Linked DNA regions of Mus musculus: region 1 is linked to region 2. A link is a contact called in public Hi-C data. All regions are on one chromosome and are shown on one strand. Each heading gives the region's core, a stretch centred on a gene start, on an enhancer-like site or on the middle of the called end of the contact. The rest is flanking DNA. Distances are from core to core; before and after follow the strand shown.

The links. A called contact is a pair of places that touch in the nucleus more often than the background predicts.
Region 1: a contact with region 2 is called in a Hi-C map of uterus. The contact joins the promoter of Nudt12 here to the enhancer-like site in region 2. A contact is called at or near these places in 9 of 484 Hi-C or Micro-C datasets (LSK cells, cumulus cells, embryonic stem cells and 4 more), 1 of 115 datasets of contacts at active chromatin or transcription factors (embryonic stem cells) and 2 of 9 other capture datasets (embryonic stem cells and liver).

What each region holds. Positions count from the first base shown.
Region 1 is chr17:59,011,566-59,015,335 of GRCm38.p6, forward strand. Nudt12 (nudix (nucleoside diphosphate linked moiety X)-type motif 12) reads right to left here and starts at 1,757. Exons shown (of 7, transcript NM_026497.3): 1 at 1,653-1,757. The region is part of intron 1 of Nudt12os (nudix (nucleoside diphosphate linked moiety X)-type motif 12, opposite strand); the gene reads left to right.
Region 2 is chr17:58,922,387-58,925,896 of GRCm38.p6, forward strand. Pdzph1 (PDZ and pleckstrin homology domains 1) reads right to left here. Exons shown (of 13, transcript NM_027001.1): 8 at 183-361. Among named protein-coding and RNA genes, the nearest start is that of Gm33751, 20 kb to the right of the region's middle. Within about 2 kb of position 1,940, at least 25 of the 459 cell types and tissues checked have an H3K27ac peak or open chromatin away from gene starts, as enhancers often do. A contact at or near this core is called in erythroid progenitors, pre-megakaryocyte-erythroid progenitors and uterus, where this site is marked.

The DNA.
Region 1 (3,770 bases), core at 507-3,006, 89 kb after region 2:
GAAGAGCTTTTAAAGCTTCACGTAAAAAAAAAATTACTGGTTAACCTTAACATAATTAATTTTGTGATCCATATGGTACTGAGTTTTGTTCATTGTGTGAGGTAGACTAGGTCAGGATTTATTTTAATTCACGGATAATTCCTGACTCAGCACCTTTCTTGACATTATCTGTGTCTGGCGGCCCGGCCATCGTTGTCACGAATTAGATGACAAGGCACTTCTGTATCGAGTGTTGGATGAAGGTTCTGTTGGCCTCTCTATTGTCCTTGAGGCGCTTTTAAGAATTACTAATGTTGTTGTCTGCCCTGTCATGCTGTTTGGTTGTTAACAAAGCAAAGCCACGTTTCTTAATGAATGCTATGTAGTCCATAATTCTGCTAAAAACCAAACAAAAAACAGATAAAAAAATATTTTCTGTTTCAAGCGTTAACTTCAAAATATTCTTGTCTCTTAGTACTGCAGGTTCAACCCAGAGCCTTGTCTCCTGGATTTTGAAACAGCAATGTGGCTAGTCAAATCCACAGCCTAGTCTGCATAAAGTTCAGGAAAACAATGGATCCAAGATTAACTTTCTGATTTGGCATGCGCTTTCCTGTTTGTGTCTTCTGTTTAACAATAATTTAAAACTGCTTAAGGCAATCCAAGAAACCCGCTGGAAAAAATCGGTTCAACAATGAAATGAGGAGTAACCTCTACATATCTCAATTTACTTTCATTTAGTGTGTTTTACTTATTTCCCACTTTTATCATATTGAAATCTTAAAATTCTTTAAAATATTGTAGTCCCCGTTGCGATATTCCAGGGCTTTATTTAAAAGTCTCTTCCTAACTCCTTTTCTTTGGTTAGAGTTTCTCCAGCGAGGTTCACTTTTAACACCTCACTGTTCCCTGTTCAGAGGTCACGGTTTCAGAGGTCATGGTTAGTCCCTGACTGCTCTCACTGATCACCCTTCAGCATTGCACATCCAAACATGCTGCGTCATACAGCACCCCCAAGGCAATAGTTGTGCATAAAACATTCTCTGGACTACGAAGTGAAAGGATAAGCCCCTTTCTCTTTAGCTTTCCCAATATCAATACTACCTGTTAATCATTTATTGGCAGGTTCTGTGGAAGGTGAGAATGAGAAGGTAGTATAAACCGTCGCCCCTATTTTCCAAGGCTATTCGGAGAGGTCGGTAAGAAGAGACTTGGATTTTAAAGGAACTATATTTTAACCAAACCAACATCCATTTTTACTAATTACTGACTTCATGCCCAAGGGCTGCCCAGCATGGCTTCAGCAGGCTACAATAAGCCCTCATAGTGGACCTGCCAATTAGCCCACCCACCATTGTTTAAAATATTCCCCTCGCTGGGGCTGCCCAGACCGATTTAACCCATTACGTGCATCCCACGCAAGCACGGTCTCTCCCAATGGCCACATGCCTTGAAGAGTTATTTTTCTCCTATTGTAAGATTTCTCCTTTCAAGGAGGGACACCTCCGACGTAGTTTGTTTTACCCCATCCAAAACTTGGCTGGCAATTTTAGCAGCCACCTGCCTGCAGGCAGCCGCAGGTCTGAGTCCCGCGCCTGGGGGCACGGCAAGCCGGGAGGGACGCCCTGGACGACTCGTCCTCGAACATACCCGGGCCAACTAGCGCTACTAACCCAAGGGATTATGAAGGAAAGAAACCAGGATTGCGACGGAAGACTCCTCGGCAAACTTAGTTGTCAGTTTTCCCGGCGTTGGAGTCAGCCTTCCGGACTTCCGGCAGAGGGCCACTGCCCTCGCATACCTTTATGGGAGATGTAGTTTACAGGCCATCGCCAGGTCCAGGAGGCAGGTTAAAGTGCAGGTCGGGTAGGGGTGGGGACTGGACTTCCGGACTTCAGGTGCTGGGAAAGATCACTAATCCTTCCCCAAAATGGAAGTGTGTGGAACTAAATGCTGCCATTATGATAACGAGGTCTGTGATTTTTTTTTTTTTTTTTTTTTTTTTTTTACTATTTCTCATCCAGCTCCCCAACTTTCCTTCAGACAAAGTTCATAGTTCAAATACATAGTTCAGTGACATTGAGTTTTCTATAGTGTCATGAAAATGTTAACGTCTGATCACACATTAAATTAGGATCAGCCTCTACATACGATTTGATTGGTCTTTTTTATATTGAAGTTTTAAAGTAATTTAAAATATTAAAACAAAACTGTGATCTTTCAGGACTTTTTCTTCCAACCTGCCTTTTCTTAAATGACTTAGCTGCACAGTTTCTCCAGTGAAATTTACTTAGATTCACAAGTCACTTAGATATGTGGCCTTAAGCAGGTCTCTCATCTCTGAAAAAAGCCCCACTTCACATTTTATAAAATGCCACTATAGAGTCTGCCTACCCTATTAAGTAATCCATATAAAGGTATGTTTGGAGATTCCATAATCCCTCCTCCACTGTAGGGTTACAGAAGATGCGTGAAAAACTCTTGGGACTAGAGTTGATACCTACAACACAATATTCTTGCTTTTATCAATTTAGTTTCCTACGATTTCATTCTCCAAAGTCTACAGAAATTATGTGACTCTTGGAATAACTTGGTCTTTAGTGGTCTTCTAATCCCCAAACCAGGGAATGGTACTTGTCTGTCAGCAACAACTTCAGGAGTGTTTTAAGACTGGCCATTGCATTCTGTACCTTCCAGGTCCTTTCTCATACTGAGGTTGCATATATATGTTGACAGTGTAATGCTTGAACTGGGAATTGAACCCAGAGCCTCTTGAGTGCATGATAAATGTTGTATTATAGTCAACCTACTAGCCAATTATACTTCCATGACTGCTTCTCAAAGTTTGTGCTATGTTCCTTCCTGTGGGCAGTTGTGTTGATTGGAAAAGAAAGATTGGCCTTCACAGGGTCAATGCATTGGAGTACCTGATCCTCAGTTGGTAGAATTCCTTAGGAAGGATTAGGAGCAGTGGCTTTGTTGGACTAGGTGTGTTAATTGGGAGTGGGACTTGAAGTTCCAAAAGCCCATGCCGTTCCCCATTAGTGTCCTTTGTCCGGACACCTGCCTCCTACTTGCAGATAAGTCTGTGAGCCCTCAGCTATGGCTTCATCACCATACCTGTCTGTCTGCCTGTCACCACACTCTACCATGATGCTCATGGGTCTCTCTGCTGAAGCTGTAAGCTTCCCCCATCAACCCTTCATTTATTTGTCCTCAGCATGGTGTTTTGTCACTGCAGTAGAGAAGTAAGTAAAGCAGAAATAATTACCAGACACATCAGAGATATGGCTACTAGATATTTCCCAAACTCACACTTTATTCTCCCTGCTCCACCTTATTTTGGGGACAGCATCTTTCTTGTAGTGCTAGCAGGAGCCTTGCTCCTCGACTAGGGCCACCCTTTAGGCTCCCCTGTAGGTCCCACTCTCAGTTCCTTTACTGGATCCATGGATATAGGCCTTGAAGATACCCTAAGTGGCTGTTCCAAACTTCAGGAAAATACAAGCATATCCTAATTTCAACATTATCATGGGGGATGGGCCTAGCCACTTTTCCTTCATAGGTTTCTCTCTTGACCTTTAACAACCAGTGTTGTTTGCAGCAGTGAGATCATCCTCTAAGATTTTTTTTAAAATAGTGTACACAAGACTTTGTTTAAACAATTGGTAAGGGTAGATAATTCTTCCCCTTTTATTCCCCTTAAATTATTGTTTGGAACATCCAAGGAATAGATCTTCAGTAGTTTGTCCCTTTGGGTTGTATGGAATGCCTGTGTCATGAACTATTTT
Region 2 (3,510 bases), core at 690-3,189:
TACTTCTCTGATTTTTGGAAGAACAATTCCTGGACAGTCAAGTGGGAAACTACTGTTTCTAGAGTCTTGCAATATAATGTCTTGAAGAGTAATTCTTGGACACAGGATAGTCCAAGGAGGTTTTCCTTCCCAGTGTCTTTCATTCTTACCCTTATCAGCTGTTTCCCCTCCTCACACTTTACCTTTCTGTGCTTGTAATAGAGGAGAAAGCCATCATGCTTCAACACAAACCACCTCTTCCTCCAGCCCTTCACAAAACCTGAGTGAGTCCTCTTATGCAGGTAACCACGGCAGGTGGGCCACGGGGTATTGGGACAGCGGCTGATGTCGGATGCTACCACCATAGTCAGGATGTCTAGACCTACAGGCATGAATGGGAGAGTTCAGTGGCCTGACATCTTCTAGAGAGGCAGTGACTATGCAGAAGTAATGGTTGGAAAAAACAGTCAGGGCTTTAAAAACAGAGAAACAAATCCTACCGTTAGATTAACCAGGTCTCTTAGACATGCAAACCTATGTGCTTATGAGAACTGAACAGTTACCTCTTAGTTGACTCATATGTCAGTGGTAGGACTTATCTGTGACCCAGGTTTCCTGAAATGTATTAATCTCCTTCCTCATAACCACAGTGACCACAATGTTTCTGATGACAGAGTCAAGTCTGTGCAATGTCACTAGTTATAATATCAAGCCAATTCCTTAAGCATCTTGATTTACTTTCTAAGAAGCACGTGGAGGTATGTGTCCCTCTTCTAGTTCACTTTTATCTGCAACAATTACCCTCCTTGATCTAACTCACTACTTAGGTCTTTTGCTGAAACTGTCCCTCATCAAAATTGTTGAGTTGAGAAACAAGAAGTCTGGGAGGTCCCAGGTATTGACCCTTTTCTTATTCCAGGTTAAGTCAGGACTTTACCCGAGCTTCCAGTTACTTTCCTAGGAATATCTTCTTTGCTGGACTTCCATGACACGGGACTGCAATAGAGTACAGCTTGTGGAAATTGTCGCTGTCCCTGTTAATACGAGGTCGCTGCCTACCCACTGTGTTTTGTTGCTGCCAGCACGGACACCACACACCTACCTTTTGATGCCTTAAGACAGCTCTCTGAATGCCATGCAGACAGACAGCAACCCTGACATGCTTTGAAGACTGCAAATGGGGTATGACTTCATTTACAATTCCTCTGAGAGAGAGGCCACATCCCTAAAGGGGGACATTTGGCCTTGGCAGCGCTGACTTCATCATGATGTCTGACATTGAGATTACCGATCTGTTTAGAACTGTCTATGGAAATGGGGGTCAGCAAGGAGACTCATCTTCTATAACTGACAAGCTCCAACCCAGGGGATCATTTCTGCCTGAGCCACATGGCCCTGAAAATAAAGATTTGTCCCAGAAAGGCTGACACAGTCTTAACTTTGGCAGCACACAAAGTACCTTGGTAATTAAATAACTCTCAGTATGTCAAGATAATTCTTCATTGCCATGTAAATACATTTTAATTTATTGAACTGCCCTTAAGCTCCTGTCAAAAACACATCCAGAAAAATTAGAAGAAATGCTCCAGATTGACCGGCAACCCACAAATGTCTTTGTCTTTGGACTACAGTCCCTAAAGAACTGCACTCCTGGACTAATGTGCGTAGTTGACACATCTGCCAATTTATTTATGGACTGCAGCAGTGGGCTGCCCCTGAGGTCATTTTCCTCTTGCTTACACAGACTGCATGCTAGTTTCTCTGATACCGATCAGACTAAGCTTGCGCTTCAGCCTGGTCATAAACATAACTTGCTGCACCATGAAAAATTCTCTCCGGGGCAAGGATGCAAGCTGGCTCTGCTGCTGCATGGTTTCATCATGTTAGAGGACCGACCGTTGCTCATACCCAGAGTGAGGACATGAGTCGGATGCACGGGGAGTTGCTGAGCTCCAAACAGCTGTCGGGAGATGGTGGTTTTATATTCTTCACCACATGCTACTCGGGGCCCAGAGGACTCAGGCTTGACATTCACAGAAGAACTTGAATGAGAGTTTTAGACTTTTGATATTAGGTTTTACATAATATCTGTAGCCATTGTACTTTATGCATTAAGGGCACAAAATTTCAAGGGTCAACATTTAAAACTTCCCATGCTTATTCATTTATAATCAGCCTAAACTTAGAAAATGAAAATGTCTTGATTTGATACTTAACAAACTAACAAATACCAGCCAGTGGTTCTTTAACTCTGTGCCTTCATTCGGCATGAGCCTTGGCATTCTGTTTTTGTAGCAAGCTCTCAGATGATGTTCAAATACAATTCCAGTTGCGAGTCTCTAGGCTCTTCTGTTTCCAGGTGGCCCTGCTGCTTGGCCTTTGCCACTAACAATGGTATTTCTTCCTTTCTTTGACCATGGTTTAGTTTCCTTTGACCAAATTTACTTTTTAACCCTAACATATCTCCTTAAAAAAAAAGAAAAGAAAGAAAAACAAAACGATTAGTTCCTTCCCTCCACGTGACATCTGCTCATCAGTTTCCTGACCCTGGGGTTGGATGTGCAGAACCGCTGCCTTTATCTACCAGACAACATGCTTGCTTTGAGCAGTACGAGGGGCGAAGGAAGCAGATAGGTGACTGTCTACAGCCTGTGGTGAAAGAGTCAGAAAAATTGTCAGTTTCATGAGATAAAGGAGTTTTAAAACTGCCTCTTTACCCACCCCAGCTCTTTAGTGACAGAGTCCTTCAAAACAAAAGCTCCCCAGAAATCTCTTCTTTCTTCACATGTTGGCCCGTGTTTGGAAGTGTAGTATTCGGTGAGGTTATTGACAGCTACAGGGGAACAGAAAAAAAAATTTTTTTTCTTTTTCTAATTCACACTCTCTCCTTGGCTTGCTGTCTTATCATGCCACCAATCTTAAACTGTGTCAGAGTCGCACCTCCACTGTCAGACAAACTCTACCACCCTGGTAAGTGACAAGGAGAAATGTGCAAGAAGTGTTCTGTCCCTGAGGGCACGCGCCAGGGGCTGCAGCTGAGAACCTGGCCTCCAGGAGAATTTGCATGTTTGATTTTCCTAAAGCCTGTACTTGGTGAAGAAAAGTCCCCATAGAGCAAACATATGCTTGTTTATTGAGCTTCAGTGTGTCACTTTACTATCTATATTGGTGATTGAATGTCACCATACTATCCTGTGTATGTTGGTGATTAAATCTCTTTGAGTCTGCCAACTCTCAGTCCTGTCAGGAGCCAAAACCATCGTATGAGGGTAACCTAATTCAATAAAGACGCAGCAGAGTATGGGGCTTAATCCCAGCACCGATGGCTGAGGGTCAAGCAAGAGGATTCCAAACTGAAGGTTGTCATGGCCTGTTGTAATGAGAACTTGTCTCCAAAAGCAGGCAAGCATACACAGCTCCAAAGAGTCACATACGGTGTTGCCATTTTTGATATGATGCCGAGTGCCTTTCAAAACTCAGTTTTTGCTTTCCTTGTCAAGAGAATAAAATTAACTCGTGCAGATGTCCACA